Linked DNA regions of Sus scrofa: region 1 is linked to region 2. The links are chromatin contacts, called in public Hi-C maps. All regions are on one chromosome and are shown on one strand. The core of a region is the stretch at or near the end of the contact, and the rest is flanking DNA. Distances in the headings are between cores, read along the strand shown.

Region 1 (6,000 bases), core at 1,648-4,147, 470 kb after region 2:
GAGCTTGGGTTCTTAATTAAGGGGTTACACATTTGTGGTTGTCAGGAGTTGTGGCAACTTCAGTGATAGCTCAGGAGTAAAATCTCCAGAACTGTGGGCAGTACTCACAGGACAGCTGAAGGCAAGGGAGGTCCCAGATGCTGCCTTTCTGAACTCCACAGCTGCTACTTTTTGGACCTCAGATATGCCAGGCCTCATGCTTGGCAACTGGGTATATAATAGTGTGCTCTACTTGTGCTCTACATGGGCTCTACTTCTAGGAGCCTCCAAAACATGGAGGACACAAAATTGGTCACTATTGAATGTTTTCACAGAGGCAGCAAGGCCAGGGACTTCAGAGCAACTGCAGTGAGCAGAGTATCAATGGCCTTGGCACCATACCCTTGGTGATCTTAGATCAAAAGATAGCACATTAAAAAAAACAAAACACATTCTAGCAAAGTGTGGTGGAAGGATTTTCCATATATCCCTCAGGGCTTCATGCAACAATCTGAGCATTATCTTTGTACTGAACTATTATTTTTGGCCCTGAAAGCACAAAAAGTCCAATTTTTGTTATTGAGATTAGAAAACAGATTGGTACAAGGCCCAGACTTGGCTGTGTATCATGATTGAGGAGGGGTTGCCATTCCCATGAGGTGAGAGGTTTAGGCATCAGAGTTCCCGTTGTGGCTCAGTGGTTAATGAATCCGACTAGGAACGATGAGGTTGCGGGTTTGGTCCCTGGCCTTGCTCAGTGGGTTAAAGACCTGGCGTTGCCGTGAGCTGTGGTGCAGATTGCAGACGTGGCTCGGATCCCGCATTGCTGTGGCTGTGGCGTAGGCCGGCGGCTGTGGCTCCGATTGGACCCCTAGCCTGGGAACCTCCACATGCTGCAAGAGCAGCCCAGGAAATGGCGAAAAGACCAAAAAAAAAAAAAAAAAAAGGTTTAGGCATCAAAAAGGCCATAGGTCTTAAAATGCCAAGAAATTATACTTTATGATTTGGTTGTGACATTCTCACACCCTACAGCAGGCAGAGCAGAAAAAGAGGATGAGGCACCCCCCACTTCCCACCCAACTTGCTTGTCTTTGTGGTTAGCACAGAAGGAGCTGTACATAGCAGTAAGCATAACTCAATTGGATACAGGTAATAGGAAAGTAGGAGAATGCAGTTCAGGAAAATAAGGAACATGGACATTATTGTGGTTACCTAAAAGGCTACAAAGGAAATGGTCTCAACATTCATTTATGGATACCAGAAAAGTATGACATCTGGAATTCATTTCAGGAAGAGGGCGCCAGGTCCTCAATGCCTCTGTCTTTGCCTTCATGTAGGGAGCATCCAGGCTTGCCAATGCCCTGCACAACTCAGTTCCCACTCCATCTGAAGCAGAATGCTGGACCACTGGTGTTATTTGGTCAGCGTCCCAGCTTTGGCTGAACCCCAGTGGCTCCTGTTGCCACCTGCCCTCCCTCCTTGAAAAAACATCCAGAACTTCTGTTGGACAGTGTTTTTCTTAAATGCATTTTTTTTTTTTTTTTGTCTTTTGTCTTTTGTCTTTTTGTTGTTGTTGTTGTTGCTATTTCTTGGGCCGCTCCCGCGGCATATGGAGATTCCCAGGCTAGGGGTTGAATCGGAGCTCTAGCCACCGGCCTACGCCAGAGCCACAGCAACGCGGGATCCGAGCCGCGTCTGCAACCTACACCACAGCTCACGGCAACGCTGGATCGTTAATCCACTGAGCAAGGGCAGGGATCGAACCTGCAACCTCATGGTTCCTAGTCGGATTCGTTAACCACTGCGCCACGACGGGAACTCCCATGGACAGTGTTTTTCTGTAATATCTTAAGGAGATTGATAAGATAGTCCCTAAGGATGACTGGATGAATAGATGAACCCATGTTCTTGGGTATAGATGAAACCTTTCATTGGGTGTGGAATCTCTAAGAGAATGAGAGGTGGGCCTGCCCTGAGCAGACCAGAAAATGCACATTCTACTTTTCTGGGAGGAAGTTGGAGGGTGCAGGAGTGTTAACAGGATAAGGAGAAACCACCAGCAATGATGTTGCTCTTGTCTCTGCATGTCTACCTGGAGGTTACTGGGAGCACAGAGCATGCCAAGGCTTTGGCACTTGACCAGTGGTATGTCCTCCCATCTTACTTGGCCATAATCTGAGTTGAATTTAACTCTGAGGCATTGGTGTCTCAGTTATGGAAAAGTCTTGTTTCTCCCTCTTAATATGTACCAGCTTTGAGGCAAGGAGTGTTCCTGTGCACCTGAGCACATGCATTTCTGCCGGAAACCCCCTCTGACCACCACAGGCTGGGTCCCCCATCTTTGCGGCCTCGTTCATCAGGGAGTTTCTTCCTAAGCCCTGACTCCTGCAGGCCTCCCTGGGAAGTTCAAACCAACCACAGAGGAGACCTCCAGGGCGTTTTTGTCCTCTTACACCAGCGAGTGTCAGTGCTCAATGCCATGTCAGGCCCACAACATCACATACGCAGGCATCGGCCTCCATGGCGCCCCCAACCAGCCGCAGTATTGAGTCATCGTTTGGCATTGCCTCCTTGCTGCCACCTCACTCCCTCCCAGGAGCGAGAAAATGCAGACCACACTTTTCAGGGAAGAGGGAAGCGCGTCCTAACTGGGGAACAGAGAAACTACCAGGGGCATTTCCTGTAACTGGTGGTCTTTTCTGCTTCTACACTTGATGGGTCGGCTTTTGCCTTAGGGAATGTGTATCTCCGCCTGATGATAATCCAGCTCGGGAAGAAAAACTCCAGTGTGGGCCCGGGTCCAAGGCGCAGAGATAGTGAGTTCCGCACGGGCGCGGCATCCCGGGTCACAGTCTTCCTAGTAACCTCGGCGCGCGCAGGCTCGCCGGCGGTTGTCCGGGCGACGGCGCGGCGAGATCGGCCCCTCCCATTGGCGCGTGCGCCACTTGGGCGCTATGGCTGCAGCTGCGGCGGCCGCAGGCCCGCGGCGGGAGGACTCGAGTCCGCAGTGGACGCCACCCCCGCGCGAGCCGGTCGGAGCAGCGGCCGGGCTGGGCGACTGCGAGGATGCACCGGTCCGGCCGCTGGGTAAGCCCCGCGGCATCTGCTCGCGCGCCTACTTTCTGGTGCTGATGGTGTTCGTGCATCTGTACCTGGGCAACGTGCTAGCGCTGCTGCTCTTCGTACACTACAGCAACGGTGACGAGAGCAGCGACCCTGGGCCCCAGCGCCGCACCCAGAGCCCCGGACCTGCGCCAACCTTGGCTCCCCTCACCCGGCTCGAGGGCATCAAGGTGAGGCTTCTTGCCGCCGCCGCGCGCTACAGGCCCTGCACCGCCTAGCCCGTGACGGCTGGCGCTGTGCCCGGGGCTCTATACTGCACCTGCGCCACTCGGGTCGTGCTGCGCGCACCCCTTTACTCGCTGGCCCACCCCCGGGCTCCAGGCCGGGGCGCCTTTTCCCTCCTTCGGCCCTTGCGGCCTGGCTCCCCAGCTTTCCGCTGTGCCGCTTTCCCTTAGGTGGGTCATGAGCGCAAGGTCCAGCTGGTTGCCGACAGGGATCACTTCATCCGAACCCTCAGCCTCAAGCCGCTGCTCTTCGGTAAGTCCCCTTGGGCGCCCCTGGGAAGGTCCAGAGCCTTCGATTCGGTAGCTGCCTTGAGGCTCATTTGAGCACGTGACTTATGTTTTGAAAATGGCTGCTTCAAAGTAGCCCTTTTTTTTCCACTCAGGTTGCCCACTTCCTGCCCCTGTTACCTCCACAATAGAGTGACAGGGTGACCTTTCCACACTCCCCTCTGTGACTCCAACTCTCTGATCCTTCCATCACAGGGCTGGGCATTGTGAGGGAGAACTAGTGTCTAAACATTTCATTGAAACTGCCTTTGGATACTCGCTGCCATGGTTAATTCTGTCACATTTTAGATTAGGGGGAGGGGCAGAGAGACTGCTAACCAGGTCCTAGCTGATTGCCTGGCCTCTGAAGGGAAGTCCTCCCAAAGTGGGCCCTGTGGTCTGATAAGAAATAGGCTATTCAAGTGTGGATAAGCTGGTGCCTGCAAACCCGCCCCACAAGGGCACCAGCCTTTGCTGCCATCACTCCAGGATTCCTCTTAGGATGGATTTTCATGTTCAGCCATTACAGTAGGTCACCTTCCAGGGTGACCTCATTTGGAACCAGATTCATAGCTCACATTTTCTGAGCTCTTGTTATATGCTAGCCTGCATGTGATCACTTCATTTAAATCTCACAACTCCTCTACGAGGTGAGTGTAGATCCCGCTGTCAGGCTAGTTGGTGAGAAAGTGAGGCACAGAGAGCTGAGGTTGCTTGGCCAGCCTCACACAGCTAGTTCAGGGCAAAGCTAGGATTTGAACGAGGCAGCCTTTCTCCAGAGCCTGCACTTGAAAGCCAGTGTGCTAGCTGTGAAGCCTCTTAAGGCCTTCAAAGAGCACCAGTGTCAACAAAATGGAGGTCCCCAGACCCATGACCTTGCTTGGGGCAGGTTACCCAGTCCAGTCCTGGGTACCCAGCCTCAGTGACACATCTGCCGTCCTGAAGTGTTCCTGGCTGCTGGGGGATGGAGTGGTTAAGGGGCTTTCAGGAGGGGACTGGAAACCAGAGCAGAGCATCTCAGCACATGCTGTTACCCCTAGGATGGAGGGCCCTGGTTAGGAATAATGCCTAGACCTGTGAGAATGATTTCACATGTATGCTATTTGAGGGGAAATAGGTTATGGTGTCAGTCCAGTTGTTGGAAGGGCTCTAAAATATTTATTATTGTTATTATTATTTTTTTAATTAAAAGAAAATTTTTGCTTTTTAGGGCCGCACCCACGGCATATGGAGGTTCCCAGGCTAGGGGTCTAATCGGAGCTACAACTGCTGGCCTGCACCACAACCACAGCAACGCCAGATCCAAGCCGCATCTTTACCTACACCACAGCTCACGGCAACACCAGATTCTTAACCTGCTGAGTAAGGCCAGGAATCGAACCCACAACCTCATGGTTCCTAGTTGGATTTGTTTCTGCTGTGCCACATCGGGAGCTCCTTATTGTTGTTATTATTATCATTGTTGCATAATATTGAAGCCTGTGAAGCACTAGTTTAGGTGCTGGGAACACAACATTGGACGAAATAGGAAAACAAAACCAAAACACCTGAAGCTGACATTCAAATGAGGAGAGAGATAATAAATAAGTGAATACATGAGGTGTGTCATATGATGCTAAGTGATCACGGACAAGTAAGGCAGAATTTCACCTGGGGTTGATAATGTGAACAGGGTGGCCAGGGTAGGCCTTCCTGAGAAAGATATTTGAGCAAAGACCCACAGGAGCTGTAGGATCAACCCAGGTGGCTGTCAAGGAACAGGTGATCCAGGCAAAGGGAGCAATTCTCCCCATTACCACATTGCTGTGAACAGGTACACTGAAGTGGGTGTGCTTTCTCTCATCAGCCTTTTTGGGACCTGTATACTTAATTCAGTCATATGTTAAGTGAACTATGAGACTGTAACTCCTAACCCTAACCCCCTAACAAGCAGCTTGTTGCATCAAAGTCCTACAAAGCAGAGAATGAGAAACCCAGATGCTAAGTCACCAAGAGTACATTACAGGAAGCAGAAGAGACAAAAGGTAAACTGATTCTGGTTAAGCCCTCAAATGTGGCTCTGTTTCTGCAGACAAGTTACAAAGGGCCCGATTAGAATTGGACAGTTGCAGCAAGAGGCTCCTTGTGGCCCTCATTTCCTCAAAAACTCTTACATTACCTTTGAGTCTGTTGGTGAAAAATGTGCCACGTTTTACCCAGAAAGTCTTGGGGCTTGCTGCTTGTTGAAATGGGGTGAGGCAAATGAAGAGATCAGTGATTATAAGTAGTCCAGTTGTGGAGTTCGTCTCGTGGCTCAGCAGTAGCAAACCCGACTAGTATCTGTGAGAACACGGGTTTGATCCCTGGCCTTGCTCAGTGGGTTGAGGATCTGGCATTGCCGTCAGATGTGGTGTGGGTCACAGATGTG
Region 2 (5,625 bases), core at 117-2,616:
AGAAGTCCCCTCTAACACCTTCCCTCTTAGCCAGAGATAACTTCTGCCTAGCACTTGTGTGACCTCCATTTTAGTGTCATATTCTTGTCTGAGGAGTAGTCTTTTTTTTTTTTTTTTTTTTAAGGGTAGCACTCGTGGCATATGGAGGTTCCCAGGCTAGGCATCAAATTGAATCTGTAGCCACTGGCCTACACCACAGCCACAGCAACTCATGATCTAAGCCGTGTCTGCGACCTACACCACAGTCCACAGCAACACCAGATCCTTAACCCACTGAGTGGGGCCAGAGGTCAAACCTGCGTCCTCATAGATACTAGTCAGGTTCATTTCTGCTGAGCCATGACAGGAAGTCCTTGTTTGAGTAGTCTTGTGTGCCATCCTCCTTGCTAACTCTTGATAAAACTCCCACTGAACCTGTAGGACAGCCCAGGTAACACTTAAGGGGGCCTGCCTTGAACTGAGTCTCATGCATTTCTTTTTTGTCTTCTTAGGGCTGCACCCCCGGCATATGGAAATTCCTAGGGTAGGGGTGAATCCGAGCTGTAGCTGCCAGCTTATGCCACAGCCAAAGCAATGCTGGATCCTTAAGCCACTGAGTGAGGCCAGGGATTGAACCCTCATCCTCATGGATACTAGTCGGGTTCATTACCGCTGAGCCACAATGGGAATTCCCTCATGCATTTCTATATGACCAAGCACTTGGGACAAAAACACCTAAGAGCTCTCTGAGAAATGAATGAATGAATATTAACAGCCTGAGCTGTTAGTTCCCACCCCCTCCAACACAGACACACTCTTCTCAGGATCATTCCTTTACTCCTTTTTTTCTATTGACCTACCTCAAATGCACACATTCAAAACATTTACTGTTCTCAAAAAGATGTGTGCTCACAACAGCGCTGTTCATACTCCTAGCCCAGCCCCCCTCTCCAAGACTCCTCCCCAAGAAAGCCTCGAGGTATATGTGAAGTGGTTCAGGCTGGAGGACAGTCAGGTCACAAGGACCCTGAATGTGAATGCTGCCTGCCTCGATTCACGCGTGTGAATGTCCGGGCATGAATTTGTGAATATCAGGAGGGCGAACTCCTCCAGCACAGCAAACCCTATGGGATGTCAAGAAGCTGGCACAGAGCCACCCCGGCGGTGGGGCTGGTGAGTCACCCCAGGTTAACTTGGCTCACATTGCACAAAGCACCCGCCAGGCCCACTGAGTCCTAACCGCCAGTACCTGAGCAGCAAACAGGGTGGGGCCCAGAGGCGGAGAACAAATAGGCAGACACTCAGTTGAGCGCAGTAGCGCGCTCAGATTATGTCATCCCTCCGCGCCTAAGAACTGGCAGCTGATTGGCCCCTTGGCTCCGGGGCGTGGCACAGCGGCTGAGGCAAGTGGCGGCGCGCGAGCGGTTGGTCCCCGCTCCTGGATAGAGGCCGGACTCCGTTCCTTCGGAGACTGGCCGGCGGCAGGCATGGCTGGAATACCCACGCCAGGCAGCAGGAGGCGAAGCGGACCCCCGGCACCCAATCCTGGCCCGCCGCCCAGCCCCGGGCACCCTCCGAGCAAGCGGGCCCGGGGCTTCCCAGCGGCCGCCGCTCCTGACCCCGAAGACCCTTTCGGCGCCCATGGGGATTTCACCGCCGACGACCTGGAGGAGCTGGACACCCTCGCGTCACAGGCCCTGAGCCAGTGCCCGACCACGGGTCGGGACATGTCCAGTGAGTGCGCCTCGGGGCCTTTTCCCCCGAGGATAATGCAGCCCTTGCCAGACCCCCTAGAAGACTGGGGAATCCCTCAGCGACCGCTGCCACGGTGTCTTGCACCCACATTACTCCTTCACCTTTTAAAAATACAGGAACAGCTTGATTTAAGCAGCGGTTGTGCCCGAAAAGGTCCTTTGATTTGGGGGAGAAATATATCAGGAATGTCAGACAGCCTATTTAAAATATAGAAAGCTAGGTTGACATTTTACTTTAGTTCCTATAGTTTGGACCACTAGGATCCTTGGAACATGATTACCACTGCCATCAGAACCCCCACCATTACTACCTACACATGAGGACCCATTCTTAGGACAGGTTTGAGTGGCTTTAGAACTAATGTCACGGCCAAAGCAATGCTGGATCCTTAAGCCACTGAGTGAGGCCAGGGATTGAACTCTCATCCTCATGGATACTAGTTGGGTTCGTTACGGCTGAGCCACAACTGGAATTCCCTCACGCATTTCTATGTGACGAAGCACTTGGGACAAAAACACCTAAGAGCTCTCTGAGAAATGAATGAATGAATGAGCCTGAGCTGTTAGTTCCCACCCCTTCTAACATGGGTCCTTTTCCCTTTTCCCATAAGGATAAGATGGGCTTGGAAGTAGCAAGAGGTAGAAGAGACATTCTTTTATACAACCAATAAATTGTATGAGGTGCCAAACTTTAAGAGCTGCAGACACTTAACAGTGAACAAAAGACAGAAGCCCCTTCCTTCATGGAGCTTACATTCTAGGTGGGAAATAAGTGAAGGCTTGTGGGACTTCACTGACTTCGCTTCATTCCTTGAATTCTCCCTGCTCCTTACCATATAGAAACTGCACATTGCTGTTTCTTATGCATTGAGTATTCTTTCCATCCATTCCCCATCCCCACTCACCTGCTTAATTCCTGCTTGTTCTTCAGCTCTCAGTTCAGTTATCACTTCCCTACAGAAGCACTCCAATCATTCACTTGGATCAAATCTCCTAGTATGGGCTTTCCTATATTTGTTCTTTTCTGCAGCTCTTATAACAATTGTGATTTTACATTTATTCGTGTATTTTTTACTGCCATGTAAGCTGCATGAGTGTAAGGACTGTATCCATTTTGCTCACCACTGTACCTTTCTTTTGAGGCTAAATTGTGCCTGGCATATTGTAGGTCCTCAGTAAATATTGTTGATAATAGACCTCTGAGTTCTGATCAGTGAGACCAGAGCACCTTTCAACTTTAGGTAAGACTCTTAAAAAGGGGTGGGAAGGAATTCCTGCTGTGGCGCAGTGTGTTAAGAATCCGACTGCAGTGGCTTAGGTTGCATCCCTGGCCAGGCACAGTGGGTTAAGGATTTGGAATTGCCACAGCTGTGCCATAGGCAGTCAGTCCCTGGACTGGGAACTTCCATGTGCCACCAGTGTGGCCATAAGTGGAAAAAAAAAAATTGGATGGGGAATGGGGAGAGGTTGGCAGGATCTGTTCTTTCATAAGGATTCAATTATGTTCTTATGTTGGACAATACCTATATTGCTTACTATATCTTTCTCTAATTTGCTTTCCAAAGTGATTATTTTCAGCATTGTCTGGTAAAAATGGAAAAATATTAGGTCCTGAAAAGTACATGGGAACTGTTTTTTACAGATGTTCAAAAGGTCCCCAGATTAGATGGAATGCCAAAAAATCCTACAGGGAAAAAGAGAGAAAGTGCTCCAGTTAAAGATAATTTTGAATTAGAGGTACTTCAGTTACAATACAAAGAACTTAAAGAAAAGGTAAGTGATTTAACTTGTGTTTTTTATAGTTAATTAATTCACGTATGCATATGTTATTAAAATATATATATATATATATATATAAGTTTAAGAGCCCAGACATTCCTACCATGGCATGGCAGTTAAGTATCTGGTATTGTCTTTGCAGTGGCATGGGTTCCATCCAGTGTGGCCACAGTGGCACCACAGGCCACAGCTGTGGCTCAGATTCGATTCCTGGCCTGGGAGCGTCCATATGCCCCGGATGTGACAAAAAGCAAAAAAAGAGTCCAGATTGATCCCCATGAATTGGGAGAAAGCTATGGAAAGAAAGCCAGAAAATTTTGGTGGAACTAAATCCTGAAATTCCTAACAGCCAAAGCAAGAAAGGAAACACTGTAACACTGTATACCATATCAAAAAGAGATACAAACTTGTTATAGCATTGAGATAAATTTATAGCATGTCTTAGTTAAAAAACACATCCTAATGGTTACTATTTTCATTAGCAGTTTTGTAAAAAAGCAGAAGTCCTCCATATGACCCTTTACAGTTCCCTAGAAAAACTAAGAACATAACAGGGAGGGAGTTTCCGTTGTGGTTCAACAGGTTAAGAACCCAGAAAAATGTCCTGAGGATCCCTGGCCTCAGTCAGTGGGTTAAAGATCCGGTGTTGCTGTGCCTCTGTGGTGTAGGTTGAAGATGCAGCTCTCATCCAGCATTGCTATGGCATAGGCCGGCAGCTGCACTCTGATTCAACCCCTAGCCTGGGAACTTATATATGCCCAAGGTGTGGCCATAAAAAAATTAATAATAATGAAAAAAAAGAACATAATATGAGAGTTCCCATTGTGGCACAGCAGAAACAAATCCGGCTAGTATCCATGAGGATGTGGGTTCTATCCCTGGCCTCAATCAGTAGGTCAGGGATCCAGGATTGCCAGGAGCTGTGGTGTAGGTCACAGATGTTGCTCAGATCCCACATGGCTGTGGTGTAGGCTGGCAGCTGTAGCTCCTATTTGACCCCTAGCATGTGGGTGTGGCCCTAAAAGGCAAAAAGGCAAAAAAAAAAAAATACATATATATATATATATATATATATATAAAAAAAACATGGAATTTCAGTTGGGTGAAGTATATGACCCAGATTGTTTAATATATGTTAGAGCCTACAGAACCTTCATGCGTGAGTGACAAGAATATCCTTAAGCTATCTTGCTGAATATCAGCTGTCCCAGGAATAGGCCTAGTAGATTATGGTGATGTCTGGTTGGTACAGATATATTTTGAGTACTCATTGGTCTGTTGGACATGTTTTAAATGTGTTTCTCAGAGTTTCCATCATGGCTCAGTGGTAACGAAGCCGACTAGGATCCACAAGATGCAGGTTCCATCCCTGACCTCGTTCTGTGGGATCTGGAGTTGCTCTGAGTTGTGTAGGTCACAGATGCGGCTTGGATCCCTTGTTGCTGTGCCTGTGGTATAGGCCAGCAGCTACAGCTCCAATTTGAATTTCCATATACCATGAGTGGGGTCCTAAAAAGACCAAAAAAAAAAGTAATTCTCCATCTCCCAGCTACATTTTGAAACAAGTATATATATAATTTTTCCTAACTTTTTACATGATCAATTTGGGATTTACAGATGAAGGCAATGGAAGAAGAAGTCCTCATTAAAAATGGAGAAATTAAAATTTTGCGGGACTCACTGCATCAGACAGAATCCATTCTAGAGGAACAGAGAAGGTCACATTTCCTTCTTGAGCAGGAGAAAACTCAAGCACTCAGTGACAAAGAAAAGGAATTCTCCAAAAAGGTGACCCAGAGCATTTGGTTTGCTTGTATGGATATCAGCTTTGCTTGCTCTCTGAGTTCCTTGAGAAGCAATGACAAAAGTTGCTTGTAGATCTTCCAGGAAGATTTCAAGAGTTGTCTTAAATACTTCTGTTACCAACTAATTGCATGTGCTTTTTTTCCAGGCTCTGCATGTGGTTTGGAAAGGACTTAGATGAAATTATTTTGCTGTAGTCTAAGTCACTGGCTTACACTTTACAGCAAGACTTAATTAGGGCTTTTTTTCAGAAACTCAGTTTACCTAGACCAAAAGGAACTATATTGGCTTCCTTATCTAAGTCTAGGGA

Evidence for each region. Hi-C and Micro-C count contacts between places; a contact is called where the count stands out from the background.
Region 1: a contact with region 2 is called in a Hi-C map of embryonic fibroblasts, with 1.9 times the contacts expected there. The contact joins the promoter of P4HTM here to the promoter of ATRIP in region 2.

What each region holds. Positions count from the first base shown.
Region 1 is chr13:31,624,333-31,630,332 of Sscrofa11.1, forward strand. It overlaps P4HTM (transmembrane prolyl 4-hydroxylase), which reads left to right and starts at 2,898. Exons shown (of 9, transcript XM_003132198.4): 1 at 2,898-3,272; 2 at 3,498-3,579. The coding sequence starts at 2,934.
Region 2 is chr13:31,158,483-31,164,107 of Sscrofa11.1, forward strand. ATRIP (ATR-interacting protein) reads left to right here and starts at 1,367. Exons shown (of 13, transcript XM_005669525.3): 1 at 1,367-1,713; 2 at 3,376-3,506; 3 at 5,130-5,300. The coding sequence starts at 1,467.